Linked DNA regions of Mus musculus: all the other regions are linked to region 1. Evidence: chromatin contacts called from public HiChIP or PLAC-seq and promoter capture Hi-C data. All regions are on one chromosome and are shown on one strand. The core of a region is the stretch at or near the end of the contact, and the rest is flanking DNA. Distances in the headings are between cores, read along the strand shown. Region 1 holds the start of Fktn (fukutin). Region 2 holds the start of Lexis1 (a long non-coding RNA gene). Region 3 holds the start of Mexis (macrophage expressed LXRa(NR1H3)-dependent amplifier of Abca1 transcription lncRNA). Region 4 overlaps Gm12496 (a long non-coding RNA gene).

Region 1 (3,574 bases), core at 440-2,939:
ACATGGCAGCAGGGGCAGGTGGCTGAGTCTACTCACATCTGGATGGACTGGACCAAGAAGCAGAGAGCATACTGAAAGGGGAGCTGGGCTGTAATCCTTAATGTCTGACCTCTCTAATGGCCCACTTCCTCCAGGGTGTCAGAATCCTACCCCTCCAAGGTTCTAAAACTGCCTGGAGACAAGGGATTCCAACAGAAGCGTCTGGGGAGCATTTCACATTCAACCCATCAACAAGGACCATCGATGTCAGCGTGCTTACCTGGTTATTGTCCAACTTCCGGTGTAAGCAGGGCTTTTACTTTGTAAGTTTATATTAAAAAGAATAAGGTTACTTGCAAGTAGAGGAAAATTTAGAAGTAAGTTTCAAAAAAAATTGCTGACAAGTTAAATCTAGGATAACCAAAAGGATTGTCAATTTTCTTTGAAGGGTGCTAAATCCCTTCCTCTAAATCCCAGTCCACTTTATAGAAACAGAAACTTGATAATGTAGATGGCACATTATGACTGTGCTTATATAGGGAAAACAGTGAGATCTAAACTTAAACTTAGCTCAAATCAGAAAACTGGCTAGAAAGCTGGCTAGTCCTCTGCCTCCTGCAAGGTTTATGCAGGATAATATTTACTATGCACTTGAAATCTATTCACTTCTAAAACCCGGGAAGTTTTTTTTTTTCCTCCTTATAATTTCCAGACATAGTTGAGCATAATAAGCATTCCTAATATCTTTTAAAATATCACCTCTTAGTACTCCAATAGGCATCAATTATATTGTGTGCATGTGTGCATGTGTGTGTGCGTGCGTGCATGTGCGTTTGCATGTGTTTAAAGACAAGAGCTCACTCTAGATCCTCTTGCCTTGGCCCCCCAAATACTTGAATTGTAGGCATGTCAGACAATAGAAATTTTTGATACAGCCACATTCCATCACAACTTTTTGAAAAATTCTGTTTTAAGACAAGCATGGCGATGCACACTTGTTATCTCAGCACTTGAGATGTGGAAGATGTGTAGGATCAGTTGAACACCATATTGGCTGAGTAGAATTTAAGGCCAGTCTGAGCTAAATGATATAGAACGGGGTGCGTAGGTAAATTATTTCATTTTTTTCTATACGCCGTTAGTAATTTTCGTAGAAAGAACGTAAAATTACAATAATTTCTTTAGTGCTTTTTAATTTTCAAAAATTCCTATCAAAATCCACATCTGCTCCTTGCCAATAACTCTTTAAATGGCTCTGCTAAAAGCAAAGATGCTAGGTGCCAGGCCCAGAAGCATCTATATTTCTTTCAAGCCCCAAACTGGAAGATCGCATCTTCTAGACCTGGATGTCAAGTAGGCACCTCAACTTCATGAGTACTTGCATCACTACATAGTGCTCTTCCCCATTCTGTCCCCAATAGCAGAATGTAGAGAGAGGAGAAGGGGGAGGAGGGAGGGAGGGAGGGAGGGAGGGAGAAAAAGAATCGTTATCCACCCTAGGTTTGCACTTTCTGCGCTCTGTCTGATGAGCCGTACACTACGGGGGACAGTTCTGTTTTTTCTCTAAACTCCAGGCAGCCTCAGGGCACTGCCGGAGGGACGGCTGATTGCAGATTTCTGATGGCCAAATAGGCCACACTAATAGGAGCGCTCGGAGAACAAAGCAACAGCCAGCGTACGCCGCTGCGCGCTTGACCGCTTCTTTGCGACAGTTGCCGTAAAGCGAGGCCTCCGCCGCAGCTCTAGAGTTAGGTAAGATGAGGGCACCGGGGCCGGGTAGCCGAGCCTGGGCGTGGGCGGGTTCCTTCAGGCACTGTCGCTGGTCTACTGGTATACCCTGAGTAGCGGTCGTCCACCTTTGGGGTACCCTCCCTACGGCGGCGGGGAGGAGTCCGAGGTCGGCCGCAGTCCGTGCACGAGCTTGCTGCCGCCGTCCCCGCTGTCCCGGCGACAGATCGTTCCCACACGCCCATGCTGTCCGTTGATCGTCCTGACCCGCGAGGGTTCGATTTTGGAGGTTCATGGAGACGCTTAAGAGGCCGGGCTGGGACAGTGACGCTTGAGCTGGTTGGCGAGAGCGGACGATGCGGGGAGACCGATCAGGTGTGAGGACCAATGCATGCCAAGGTGGCTCCGCCGGGGAGGAACTGATGCAGCCTGCTGCTGCTCTGAGTGCATCCGACGCCGTGGCATGAACTTACAGGGAAAGGAAGGGGGTTGGCAGGGCAGCCGCCCAGGGAGGGTTCCACCTGAGAAGGACTTTGATGCTGCGCCAAAGCCAAGTTCTGTGTACAGCAAGCAGCCTGCTGCAACTGCTTCGAAGAGAGGTGGTGGTTGGCTTACCAGTCGCTTTCCTCTCTTCTTAGACTCCTCAGTAGTCATTCTTAGTTCGTTTGAAGGAGTGCTCACTATGCTTAATAGTATGATGACGATGGTAATAATAATAAGTAACAATAATAATGATAAGGTGGGCGCGGTTAGCGATGCGAGATAACTGCATGTAGGAACGTTCCTGTCTTCCGTTTACATTATCAGTTGGGGAATATCGGGAAAGATTTGATAAAAATGGGGCCGGGTAGTTAAAAGCTTTAGATAAAAGTCGTCCAGAGAACTGAATTCAGATTTCATCACGATCGCCAATTTCTCAGGTAGTACAAGGCAAGCCGCTTTCTTGTATGTCTCAAGCTTTCTCGGCTATAAAGAATGATATTCCAGTCTTTCTAGTTTGAAGATTTCCATTAAGTAAAAGTCAGCCTGTGAGCCAACCATGGTAACACACACCTGTAATACCAGCACTTTGGAGGCCAAGACAAAAAAAAAAAAAAGCACTAGGAAACAGAGCTGCATAATGATCGACAGACCAGCCTTGGGTAAATGCTCTCAACCAAGCAGTTAGTCACTTGCCTCTTGAGGGAAAGGCTTTACTCACTGTCTTAGTTAGAGCTAATACTACAGTGGTGAAATACCATGACCAAAAGTGACTGGGGAAGAAAGGGTTTGGTTTGCTAAGTTTTAGATTACAGTTTATCATCCAAAGCACTGAGGGCAGCAACCTGGAGCAGGAGCTGATGCAGTGACCATGGAGGGATGCTGTTTACCTGCTCTCATGGTTTGTTTGGCCTGCTTTCTTGTAGAACCCAGGACCACCAGCCCAGGAATGACACCACCCATAATGGGCTGGACCCTCCCACATCAAATCACAACTTAAGAAAATTCTCTACAGGAGGCTTGCCTACAGTCTAGTCTTGTGGAGGCATCTTCTCAATTGGGGTTCCCTCTTCCCAGATTATTCTAGCATGTGATAAGGTGACATAAAATTAGCTAGTACACTCAGTTAAAAATAACATGAAATGTAAATCAAGTAACTTGATTTGAGCTGGCTCAACTCACTCACTAAAGTGCTTGCCATTGTAGGCATGGTGATACGACTTCTGCCCTCTTCTAGAAGGTACTTTAAAAAGCTGAGCATGGTAGCCTGAACGTATAATCTCAGAGCTGGGGAGAGGGAGATAGAATTCCTAAGGATCCCTGGCCATCCAGCCCAGCCTGCTTAGTGAATTCTAGGCTAGTGAGAGACTTGTCTTTGGGGTGTGCA
Region 2 (3,574 bases), core at 303-2,802, 500 kb before region 1:
TGTTCTGGTTTGGTTTGGTTTGTTTCTCATGAGACACCCATACCTTCAAGAGTTTCTTTAAAATATATTCATATTAAAAAGAAAGCATAAGACCCTTATTCCCACCAACCACACATTTTCTTGTATCATGTGAGGATGAGTCTATTATCAACTGACTGGATACTGTACGGAGGCTATGGCAGAGTAAGAAAATAAAAGGTGTGTGCCTGTGAATCTGTCCTTTCTTTGGGGGGAATGAACTACATACTTTGCCTCAATGTAATGTCCCGAAAAGTTGTCATCTTTCAAAAAAACCTAGCAGACCTCAAAATGTCCACTCACACAACACAGGCCTCACTTTGAAGGTAATTAATTCAGCTTAGCACTGTTCCCTGGAGGTCTTGTGGGACAGAGGGGCAACATGACACAACGGGCTGAAAATTGTAGAGTTGCTCACCTCCAATGCTAAAAAGCCCAGGGACCATCAGATGAACTACCAAGTTCTACTGTTAACGATGCTTAACCCAGAGATGTAAGGGCGCAGCATAGTCCTTTCACCTTACCTAGAGACAAAGCCCGGTCAAACAGGTATTCTGTTTGCACCTGTTGGGGAGCATTGTCCAACTTCAGAGACCACAGGTCGGTCGGTAGGTAGGGGCTTGAACTCCTGCAGGAAAGGGTATTTTTGAAAATCAGTTTCTCCTTGACCCTCCCAGATTTTTGGGATGCCAGGAAAGAGGGCACTTTCTAGAACAGAAGGACCACCACAGACTCCTATCGTCGAGGCTGGTGTGGATGAGAGCCTCAGACCTCTCCAGATGCCTATGAGTGTTTCCATTATGATGGTTCCTGAGGCCGAGGACATGCCCCTCCTAGCGCCCGCCCCGCCCGCGCGATGCCCGGCAGTAACCCCGAGGCGCACGGCAGCCTAGACGCCTTCAACTAGCGCGATTCCTCTGGTTGCAACCTAGTTGTTAGATCCGGCTCCTCCCGGGCAGAAACTGGAGTGTTGTTTGCACCCACGTAGCTTCTCGCTCGAATGTGCTCCTCTCTAGCTCCGGAGTCAGCCTTGCTCTTTTCCAGGGGCAGTGATCAGGGCGGGGTTGGGGGCGAGGAGATGGGCAGCCCCAAGCTGTGGGAGAGAGGGGAGCGGAAAGTCCAGAAATGGGGGAAGGGAAGGATGGGGCGCCTGGGGGTGTTAGCGGTAGGTGACAACTTTGGGAAGAGGTCCAGGTTACCCTCTCCGGCCTGGGACCGTGCCCACACAGAAATCAAAGCACGTCCGCAAGGCCCACAGCCTTTATTTCCGAGAGTAGCAGAAACCACCACCAAAAAAGAAAGAAAAAAGAAACAACGTTAGGGATGCTTAGCTGCAGCCGGCAGCCAGCTCTGCGCAGGCGCGCAGAGATCCAAGTCTGACCTGGAGTTACCCCGCTAGGCTGCCGCTGCAGAAGTAGGTGAAAGGTAACTAGCAGGCACCGCTGGGCCAAGGCCCAGGCAGGCCTGCTGCAGGACCTGTCCTGTGCCCTTCCAGACGCAGCAAGTTTCTTTAAGCAAGCACTTACTTCTGTGGATGATGCCTGAGCTAAAGTAATGTAAGGATGCCCGAATGGAGGAGATTTGGAGAACTTGGCAACTGGCACTCTGTAAACAAATGAGGACCTGGAATTGTGCAAGGGGTGGAGAAAAACAGTTATGGCATACTATTTAATATGGCTACTATGATGTGGAAAGCGTCACTTGCGTTTTTTAAATTTAGAGATCTGTTGAAGTAATGAGAAAGGAAACTGAGACCCAGGGAGTTCCAGAAACCTGCTCCAGAGTAAATAACAGGTAAATAGAGTGCGTTTTGGCAAGACCTCCGATAAGAAGTTACTCTATCCTTTCTGATGAAGGTACCTGCTACCCTTTGGGTTCTTCGTTCATTGAGGGCAGAAATACTGCTCACACTTGATAAATTTGCTGTTTATTGGAGTGAGCTCATAAAAGAACAGCTAGAGTTTTTTTCAACCCCAGGCGTCTCAAAGAGAAGCTGTCACTGTGTCTGGCAGGCTGAAGTGACTGCTTGTTTGTGACGTTCCCCAACACGAGGGCTTTTATATCCATTCAGCAGCCCTAACTGGCACCCAGTCTGGAATGTGTCCATCGCTGAAAACAGGTGGTAAGCACCGAAGGCGGAGAATGCCTTGCTTCCCCTGGAAATCCTGTACTGAGTCTGGCACAGTCTGCTCAAACTGCTGTGCCACAATACCAGTAAATTTCCCACTGATAAGCCAAGATCAAAGGACTGGCTGGCCCACAGACTGGCATCTCACCTTCTGCTCAGAGAGCAATGAGAGAGAAAAAGAGGAGAGGGAGCCGGGAGAGTATACGAACAGTGGCTTTTCTTGTAAGGTCAGAGCAGTTATAGACATCTGGGAGTCTCCCCATCTTTGGGCTTGGTGGAAGCCATTAGCATCCTTCCCATTACAGTTGCCTATGTAGCTAGAAGCATATCAGACAGGAGGGGAGGGCAGGGACCTGATCCCACTCTTATTACTTCTGTCTATCCCTTAATTCTGGGCTATTCCTCAGAATTGCAAAGAGCTGGAGAGAGCAGCAGGTGTCCTCCCTTCCTGAAGGAGCCTTGGAGACAGAGGAAAGGAAATAGAAGTGGGCCAGCCTCCTCCCACTCCCATCTCTTTCCAAGAATCTGCTCCCTTGAGTGTCTCAGGGAGTTGGAATGTCACCGCCTCATGGGCCCTCCACTGAGTTGCTGCTCAGGCTGATTAAAACAAAGGCTGCAATTGGGCTACCCTTGCCCGAAAGTAACCCTGTCTGCATGCCTTGCTGAGGTGACCAGGGGAGACGTGGAGGCTGTTGGATGCCTCTGTTGCCATTGGCAAGAAGATGGCTGCCTGGAACTTGAATCATTACCCTGTTGAGAGTCCCACATGCTGAGAGCTTTGAACATACTTGAACCCTGAGCTGGATGGTTATAATTGAATTCTCCTGTGACCCTCTCGAGTCTTGTGCAATAATTGATCGCTGGTTTTCGGAGGATAAAACTGAGGCTCTAAGAAAGTGATTCCCCACCTCCTACAACAAGTGAAAAGCCGAAACTCAGCGCCTCCCATGGCTCTGGGTCTTCAGATCCAACACTTGCTGGGGGTTAGTAGAGGTGGCTTGGAAAACCATCTGTAGATTTTCTCCTTTGTTATCACAGGAAATTTTAAATGAGAAGGTCCAGCAAGTGATGCCCTCCTTCCAGATGAATGACTTTCATCAGGGATGCACATAGAAGAGGGCAGAGAGTGAAGTTGGTTGCAGTGCCTGCAACTGTGCTTGGCACATAGTATGTGCTCATTAAAACATTTCCTAAGTGATTGACTAAAGGAGAGGAATAGATGGAAGTAGGAGTAGAGGCATTTCAGTCTGTCTGATATACCAATGTATCTGTTAGCGAAAGGTTTACTGGCCTTAGAACACCATTGGTAAATATACTGAGAACGGATGAAGCAAAGCCCTGGTCTACATCTCTTTCTGGTTCATTTGCTCTCACTGAGCCTCTTGTGATTTTTGCTGCTGTTTTTTCACTGGGAAGGACCTTTCACTT
Region 3 (3,574 bases), core at 744-3,243, 440 kb before region 1:
TAGAAACTGAAAGTTTAAGAGACATTAAAGAGACTCCAGTTAGCTAAGCATTTGAAAAGTAAGCTTAGTAAGAATTAGTGAGCAGACCCAGAGAAATGTACCTATGGGACAGTTTGCATCGTCCTTCTTCAGGGTTCCTTTAGAGATCTGTGAGGATGCTGCTCCACCACCGCCCCACCTACAGCTGGACATAGTTTGGACCCATTTTGCTTCTGAAGGTGCATTCTATAGAATCACCTTCCTTTCATCAACGGACTTTTCTTAATGAGCTTTGATCATGTCTCTTTCTTAAACCAAAACAGTTTCAGTTGAGAGACTGAGTGAGACACAAACCAGCTACGCTTGGTTGATTTGTCCTGTCCTCTAGCTCTTGTTAATGGCTGCTACGAGCCTGCACTTGGCCATCTTGTCACCTGAAGCTGCAAGGCCTTCATTTCACATCAATACATCTTAACAGCCAAAGGAGAAATGGCGGGGCTTGGAATGGGGTAGAGGAAGCTGAAATTAATGTTTCACACCGTAAGTATGTATCATATAATCCTTATAATCAACCTCTATTAATGAATGGAGGCTCTTAAGGAAGGTGTTTCTTGTACTTTCCCATTGAAAAGTCTTTTATTTTTGGCACTTTTAATGATTCTTTGTGGGGTTGGGGTGCATTGATGACGATTCTTTAGCATCAGACACCACGGTCCCACTCACTTCCCTGTCCCTTCGTCTCTTCCCTCTGCCCTAGCAACTGTCCTACAAAGAAAGAAGGAAAGAAAGAAAAAACAACAACAAAAGAAGATAGAAAAAGAAAGAAAAAAGGAAGAAAGAGAGAAAGAAAAGAAAAAGAAATAAAAAAATAGAAAAATCTCATCAGGGAATCTATAGTGTGTCACATAGCATATGCTTTTGCCCACACATCTTTACCTGCAAATGTTCATTGCAATGAGTCATTGACAGTCTCGTTAGAGGCCTCTGGCTTTTGTTATTCTATCGATATTGGATCAATACTGGGACTCCTCTCAGATATCCTGTTGCTGCCCTGTGTCGTGGAGATCCTGCAGTTTTGGATCTGCCAGATCAATCCTTCATGAGTTCCAGCAGTTCATAGATGGGGTAGATGTTGGGGTCGGCCAACTCAAAGCCCTGGATCTGGGCCTGGGTGGTAGCTGAGTTGGTCAGCCCACCAGCTCTCCTGAACTCTCACCACCAGGACCAGCTCTCCAGCACTGACCCAGCTAGCTCACCCAATGCTGCAGCTGGCAAGGGCAGGGCCAGCTCACCTGCTTTCATGCCTTTGAGGCCAGCTCACCCACCCCCACACCACCCGGGCCAGCTCTACTGTGCTGCCCAGGCAAGGTATGGGGTTCACTCTACTGAGTGCTGCAGCTGACAAGGGCAGGGCCAGCTTGCCAGCTCTCACGCCCTTGGGGCCAGCTCAACCACTCTCCTGCCACCAGGGCCAGCTGTTCTGTGCTACCCAGGAGTGGTACAGGAACCGCTCTCCCAAGTGCTATAGCCTGTAAGGGATGGGGCCCTTATAGCTCTGCACAGCCCTTGGACATCAACATGGTCCCAGGGAGCAACCCAGACCAGGGATGTCTCCTTGGCCTTTGGTGGCAATATGAGCAGTGAATATCAACACAGACCCCACTGCTGCCAATGACCATGGATGCAGACGTGGCCGTCAGCGGCAGCACGGGCTGGGACTTCACCATGGCCCCAGGAGGCAGGGCAGGCTACTCACACCAGATTATTCCTCTCCACCCGTGAGTCTCCAGTTCCTCCTCTCTTCCATGTGTTCAAATGCATCCACTTCCCTTTCTCTCTCTCCCATCTCTCCACCACATACTTGCACATTGTAGTGGTTCCTGCTGCAGGCGGGCCATGTGGTGGGCAGGCCTCTGGGCGTCAGGGTTTCTCTTGAGAAGTTTTAAATGTACTCTCCTCCTCCTTCCCTCTCTCTTCTTCCTCCTGCTTTGTCTTCTTCAACTTCCTTTTCAGACATGGTTTCATATAACCCAGCCTGGCCTCAAGCCCAGTGTATAGTTAATGACCTCAACGCTATCTTTCTGCCTCCACTGCGCATGTGCTGGGAAGACACATCTGTACCGCCACACCCAGCTATGTACTTTTTTTCCCTTTAGTTTCTCAGTTTTGAGCTCAAGCCCCAATACAAAATGTCAACAGCACTCTCTCTCTTCTAAACTTTAGGATTCCAACAGAAGTGAAAGAAAACTATCAGTGAAGGCAGCCTTCTAAACGATCTGACACCCCCCCCCCACCCCATTCTTCACCATCTGAGACAGTCTGGAAAGCCGACCCTGGGGTCATTAGAGCAAGTGAACTGGCCCTGCACCTTGCTACCTGCAGCACTTGGGAAAGTGGGCCCCATATCTTGCCTGGGCAGCACAGTGGAGCTGGCCTTGGTGACGGGAGCACAGGTGAGTCGGCCGTGGGCACGAGTGCAGGCGAGCTGGCCCCGTGACTAGTCTGCCAGGAGGTGGCGTGGGTACGGGGTGATGACCTCCCTTGCCTCACCCCTCACCACCTGTGAGAGTTGAGAGAGCTGTCACTAAGGTCATGAGAGTGAAGAGCAGGCCCTGAACCTCTCCGGGCAGATCCAGTGGAGCTGGCCCTGAAGGCAAAGGCACGCATGAGCTGAGGGTGTGAGATTGGGAGAGCTTTCTCAGCCTCTCGGCTGCACACTTGGAAGAGTGGGCCCTGTAGCTTGACTGCACAGCACAGTGGAGCTGCCTCTCGAGTCCTGGGTGAGGGTGAGCTAGCCCGAGGGCATGAGAACAAGAAAGCTGACTCTGCCTCCTACCAATGACAACATTGTGTGAGGTCGGGAGCTCTGGGAAAAGGGGAGCCCACCCTGAGCAAGAGTGGGGTCAAACACACGGAAACCCCGGAAATCTTTTCCAAAAATCAGCAGGAGTAGGATCGCTCACCCTTGCCCCAGGCCTGCATGTGGCCCCGCACCCCCACCTTTGTCTCCCTCCCCGGAGGTCACATAACCCAGTAGCCAGGTTAAACTTCCTTCTCCCTATAATGTCGTGTTCGGCAGCCCCTGGAATTCCTGCCTCGATTGCCTTTCAGGATCCATCGGGTGGGCAGTGGGCAAGGAAGCAGAGCCAGAATGGCAACATTGTGTGGTCTAACTGGAGCCCTGCTGGAGACCTTGCCCGGGTGGTTCAAATAAGGGAAAGCTGATGGGCGGCTCAGCTCAGATGTCAACCAGACACAGATCCAGGCCTCTGACTTGGCCACACCAAAATCTATATCATCAGTAAATAGGGCAAGTGAAAGGGCCTGTCTTGCCAAAGCTGCATGGTCTCTATGGCACAGGGCTACAACTGGATAACTGGGAGGAGTCCCAGTAAGGATGCAATATTGATGGTGTCCCAGAAGCCAGAGTCCTCAAACCAGACCAATGACTCATTGCAAGGGATATTTGCAAGGGAAGATGTGTGGACAGAGGGGTATACTGTGGGACACACTGTGACATATGACAGCTTCCACAAGATGGGTTTTGTTTGGTTGGTTGTTTTTGTTTGTTTGTTTGTTTTATATTTTTATTAGA
Region 4 (3,574 bases), core at 778-3,277, 330 kb before region 1:
CTTGATGTTCCTTATAGTAGTGAAGTAAATGATTTCTGACAAGACAATCCCAAAGGCTACCCTGCAGGACTATGTTGTGTATTTAACCAAGCTGTATATGTAACCCAGTAATTGTCTACTCACTGAAGTTCCTCCCTCCCCTGTGTCTTCAGGGTTTCTCAGCGTAACTAGCCCTGGCTGTCCTGAACTCACTTTGTAGACCAGGTTGACCTCTAACTCACAGAGATCTGCCTGCCTCTGCCTTGGGTGCTGGGATTAAAGACACGCACCATCACAAATGGCCAATTTTCCTTTCTTTAAATATCTAGAAGCATCCCAGTCTTTTTTTTTTTTTCATGTTCTTTTAGGTGAATGTGTGTGTTGCCTACATGTTTGTCTGTGCACCGTGTGCATGTCGGGTACCCAGCAAAGCAGGTGTCAGATCCCCTGGGACTGGAGTTACGGAGAATTACGTGAGCCATCGTGCGATTACTGGGAACTGAACTCAGAATCTCTAGAAGAGCAGCCAGTGCTCATAAATGTTGAGTCATCTTTCCAGCCCCAGATATCTCATTATTTAAGGACTCAGAGTCAATTTTATCATCTGTGATTTTTTAATTTTAATTAAATGTTAATTTTTAATGTATCAGCTTGCTGGACCCAAAACATTTGAGCAAATGATATTCTGGCTGTTCCTGTGAGGGTGTTTTTGGGTGAGATGAACAATGAAATCAGTGAACTTTGAGTAAAACAGATTGCCCTCCATAATGTGAAGGTCAAGGGAAACAAACCCTCGTCTTTTAAAGCCAGCAGTCGACCTTCAGCTTTGAACTCCATGTCATACCAACACTCTGGGGTTTCCAGCCTGACACCTATCCTGTAGGATACACAGTGAGGTTTTGTCTCAATAAAAGAAGGGTCAGGGGGTTGTTCAATGAACTCTGGTATAGAGCAAACTAAGCCCTGAGCTGATCTCCAGCACAGCAGAGAGAGAGACATAGACAGAGAGAAGAAGAACAAAGGAAGGGAGCGAGGGAAGGAGGGAGGGAGGGAGGGAGGGAGGGAAGAAGGAAGGAAGGAAGGAAGGAAGGAAGGAAGGAAGGAAGGAAGGAAGGAAGGAAGGAAGAAAGGAAGCCATTTATAAATTGTAAGTTTGACTCAAATTCCAATTCTACAATCAGACAAACTATTTCCTGTTTCTTAGTCTCTGTCATGTGATAGGTAATATTGGGGTCTACCTCACAAGGTTGTCATGAGGAGGACATTCAAAAGTGCCTGGTCCCTCCTGCTTGACTTCTGAATGAATATTAAAAAACTGTCAAGTGAACATATGTTGTCCTGGTCCAGCATGAAACTGGATCAATAAACATAATCTCAATAATTCCCCCAAAATATAGCTCTTCAGGCCCTGCTAGTCTCTGAGGTGCTGGGCCTATGAAGTCAGAAGGCAGGGCTGTAAAGACGGAAGGCAGAGTTGTAAAGATGAAAGACAAGGCTGTAAAGACGCGGTTGAGCTTGCCTGGCTCACAGAAACCTTTAAGCCTTGTGTGGGGTACATGTGGGTCTATGCTCACCGCGGCAGGGGGGGGGACGGGGGGACTGGGGGGGTATTGAAGATAATTTTCTATGGAAACTGAAACAAGCTTTCTCTTCACCAGGACCTTCTCCAAGCTTCCAGGCTTCCAGGCTTCAGTCATGGGCCCTAGAGCTAACAGAGAGCTGGTTTCTGTACAATACTTCTGAGCTCCCAGCAAGCCTGGGTGAAAAATAAACTGGGCAGTGGAAGGTGCTGGTCTCCAATCAGCGATCTTCCCTGGTGGTCCCTGTTCCTTTTCCTGTCACTCATATGCCTTGCTGTGTGTGCTCATTTCTCCCTGTCACTAAGAGTTTTGGACGTAGGACTGTTGTGTTGAATGTTTGTTTACTTCCAAAGAAAAGAGACTCCTATACCAGGTTGGCATCAATATTTCCACAACTTCTACTTGCCCACATCTCAGAAAAGGTGGTTCACTCACAAGTACCTGTCTTATCAAAAGCAAACAGCAGAGGGCAGTATGGGTGCTCCTTTCTGGGACACAGTTCACTAGAGCCACAGTTGAGCGATGGGTTTTCTCTGGTTGCTTCAGAGAAATAAAGGAGGAAGACTCGCGAATGTGCCCATTTTCTGTTGTTGCACTGTATGCCTTGAAAAGACACCCCCTCCCCCCCATAGCTAATAGCTATGTAGGTCAGAAGTTCAGGGCTTGCACAATTGCATTCAGTGAGCATGCGTGGGTGTGGCTGCCTGGAAGGAGTGACCCAGGAAACTGTCATTCCACAGGGAACCGTAGGCATGGCTAGCCAACTCAACGGTGCCAGCTACTTCAGTCAAGAAAAACAAAAGGACGGGGTCCAAGTGCTACTGAAGACTGTAGGAGATCAGCTAAATTGGGGGTTTGCTGTGTTTACAAACTCTCCCCCAAGAGTTCCAGAAATGTGAGCTGAGAGAAAATTTTATTTGCTAGAGAACACAACTAAATGATAGCATGTGCCAGGTTCTGAGTTCAACACCCAACCCACTATGAGAAGAAAAAAAGGGGAAAGAGGAGGAAAGGAAGGGAAAGGGGAGGGAAGGGGAGGGAGGAGAAGGGAAGAAGGGAAGGAAGGAGAGAGAGAAGAGGAGGCAATTTAATTTTCTGTGACAAAATAGTATTGTCACACAGTGCGAAAGAGCGTTGGATTCATCAGTGTAGTTTTATTTCCTGATAATGATTAAGCAAAACAAAAACTTGTGACACTAGAATGTCTCTACTCTGTCCTGGACCCCTCAAGGCTACTCTTTCTTGTCCTGCCTAAGGTACTCTTGTAGGAAATGAACACCGTGGAACTTGAGAGCATCAAAGGCAGCCGCCCCTCCTCTGCCTTCAACTAAAGCAATCCACTTAAGCAAAACTGGACTTAGTGGCTCTATTCCAGTCTATTCCAGCATACAGCCTGAGACCCGTGCAGCCCATCTGCCTCTTCTTAGTCTCTAGCATGTTATATTTTGTTTTAAAGAGTAGAGGCAGCTGAAGGTAGGTCCGTGCTCCCTCATCATGGGGGACCTTTCTGACCACTTGTTTAAGGAGTCTGGAAGCCATACTCCTCTCCTGTCTGGTATTTAAGACTGTGGTTCTGAAGGTCCCAGTTGGGGAAGGAGTATGCTTACTGTATGCTTGGCTCCAGGATGTCAGAAGAATCCACGCATCTCTCCTGACTCATTGGGACCCAAGGTGCCAAGCAGCCACATGGAGAGCAGCTTGTAAATGGGTCCCTCGGAGAAAAGGAAGAGAGGATTCTCTTTCCACCCTTCTTGGTGACAGTCCCACTTACAGGACATGGCTGTTAATCTTCCATAGGAAGTAGATGCTAATTCGGGCAGAGAGTGAAGAAGATATTACAGTGAAAAAAAAATAACCTACTAGAAACTTTGTGGGGAAAGGCTTATTACTTTTGGGTAACTCTGAAACATTTCGTTGCCTGCTTGCTTCTGTGCCACCAGCTGGCTTCCCATGGACCATAAACCCTCCAGGCACATTTAGTGTAAAACTGGTATACGTCTTCACTCATTCACTCT

Evidence for each region. Promoter capture Hi-C pulls out the DNA fragments that hold promoters and counts their contacts. HiChIP or PLAC-seq counts read pairs in DNA pulled down with a chosen protein or histone mark. Capture Hi-C pulls out chosen DNA fragments and counts their contacts.
Region 2: a promoter capture Hi-C map of liver shows a contact between it and region 1, with 3 times the contacts expected there. The contact joins the promoter of Lexis1 here to the promoter of Fktn in region 1. A contact is called at or near these places in 3 of 39 promoter capture datasets (frontonasal cranial neural crest, hippocampal neurons and stem cell-derived epiblast-like cells), 2 of 484 Hi-C or Micro-C datasets (CD4 T cells and rod photoreceptor), 1 of 115 datasets of contacts at active chromatin or transcription factors (embryonic stem cells) and 3 of 9 other capture datasets (adipose tissue, embryonic stem cells and liver).
Region 3: a contact with region 1 is called in a promoter capture Hi-C map of hematopoietic stem and progenitor cells. The contact joins the promoter of Mexis here to the promoter of Fktn in region 1. A contact is called at or near these places in 14 of 39 promoter capture datasets (the 3T3-L1 cell line, the C10 cell line, cranial neural crest and 9 more) and 1 of 484 Hi-C or Micro-C datasets (pre-B cells).
Region 4: a contact with region 1 is called in an H3K4me3 HiChIP or PLAC-seq map of bone marrow-derived macrophages, with 5 times the contacts expected there. The contact joins the enhancer-like site here to the promoter of Fktn in region 1. A contact is called at or near these places in 13 of 39 promoter capture datasets (the 3T3-L1 cell line, the C10 cell line, cranial neural crest and 8 more), 2 of 484 Hi-C or Micro-C datasets (the G1E-ER4 cell line and embryonic fibroblasts), 3 of 115 datasets of contacts at active chromatin or transcription factors (astrocytes, bone marrow-derived macrophages and stem cell-derived neural progenitor cells) and 1 of 9 other capture datasets (adipose tissue).

The regions. Positions count from the first base shown.
Region 1 is chr4:53,712,465-53,716,038 of GRCm38.p6, forward strand. Fktn (fukutin) reads left to right here and starts at 1,690. Exons shown (of 10, transcript NM_139309.5): 1 at 1,690-1,731.
Region 2 is chr4:53,216,809-53,220,382 of GRCm38.p6, forward strand. It overlaps Lexis1 (a long non-coding RNA gene), which reads right to left and starts at 1,553. Exons shown (of 8, transcript XR_390567.4): 1 at 543-1,553.
Region 3 is chr4:53,268,239-53,271,812 of GRCm38.p6, forward strand. It overlaps Mexis (macrophage expressed LXRa(NR1H3)-dependent amplifier of Abca1 transcription lncRNA), which reads right to left and starts at 1,994. Exons shown (of 2, transcript NR_033139.1): 1 at 1,841-1,994.
Region 4 is chr4:53,382,819-53,386,392 of GRCm38.p6, forward strand. All of the region lies in intron 2 of Gm12496 (a long non-coding RNA gene), which reads right to left. Among named protein-coding and RNA genes, the nearest start is that of Gm12496, 19 kb to the right of the region's middle. Within about 2 kb of position 2,028, at least 72 of the 459 cell types and tissues checked have an H3K27ac peak or open chromatin away from gene starts, as enhancers often do. A contact at or near this core is called in adipose tissue, bone marrow-derived macrophages, liver and 1 more, where this site is marked.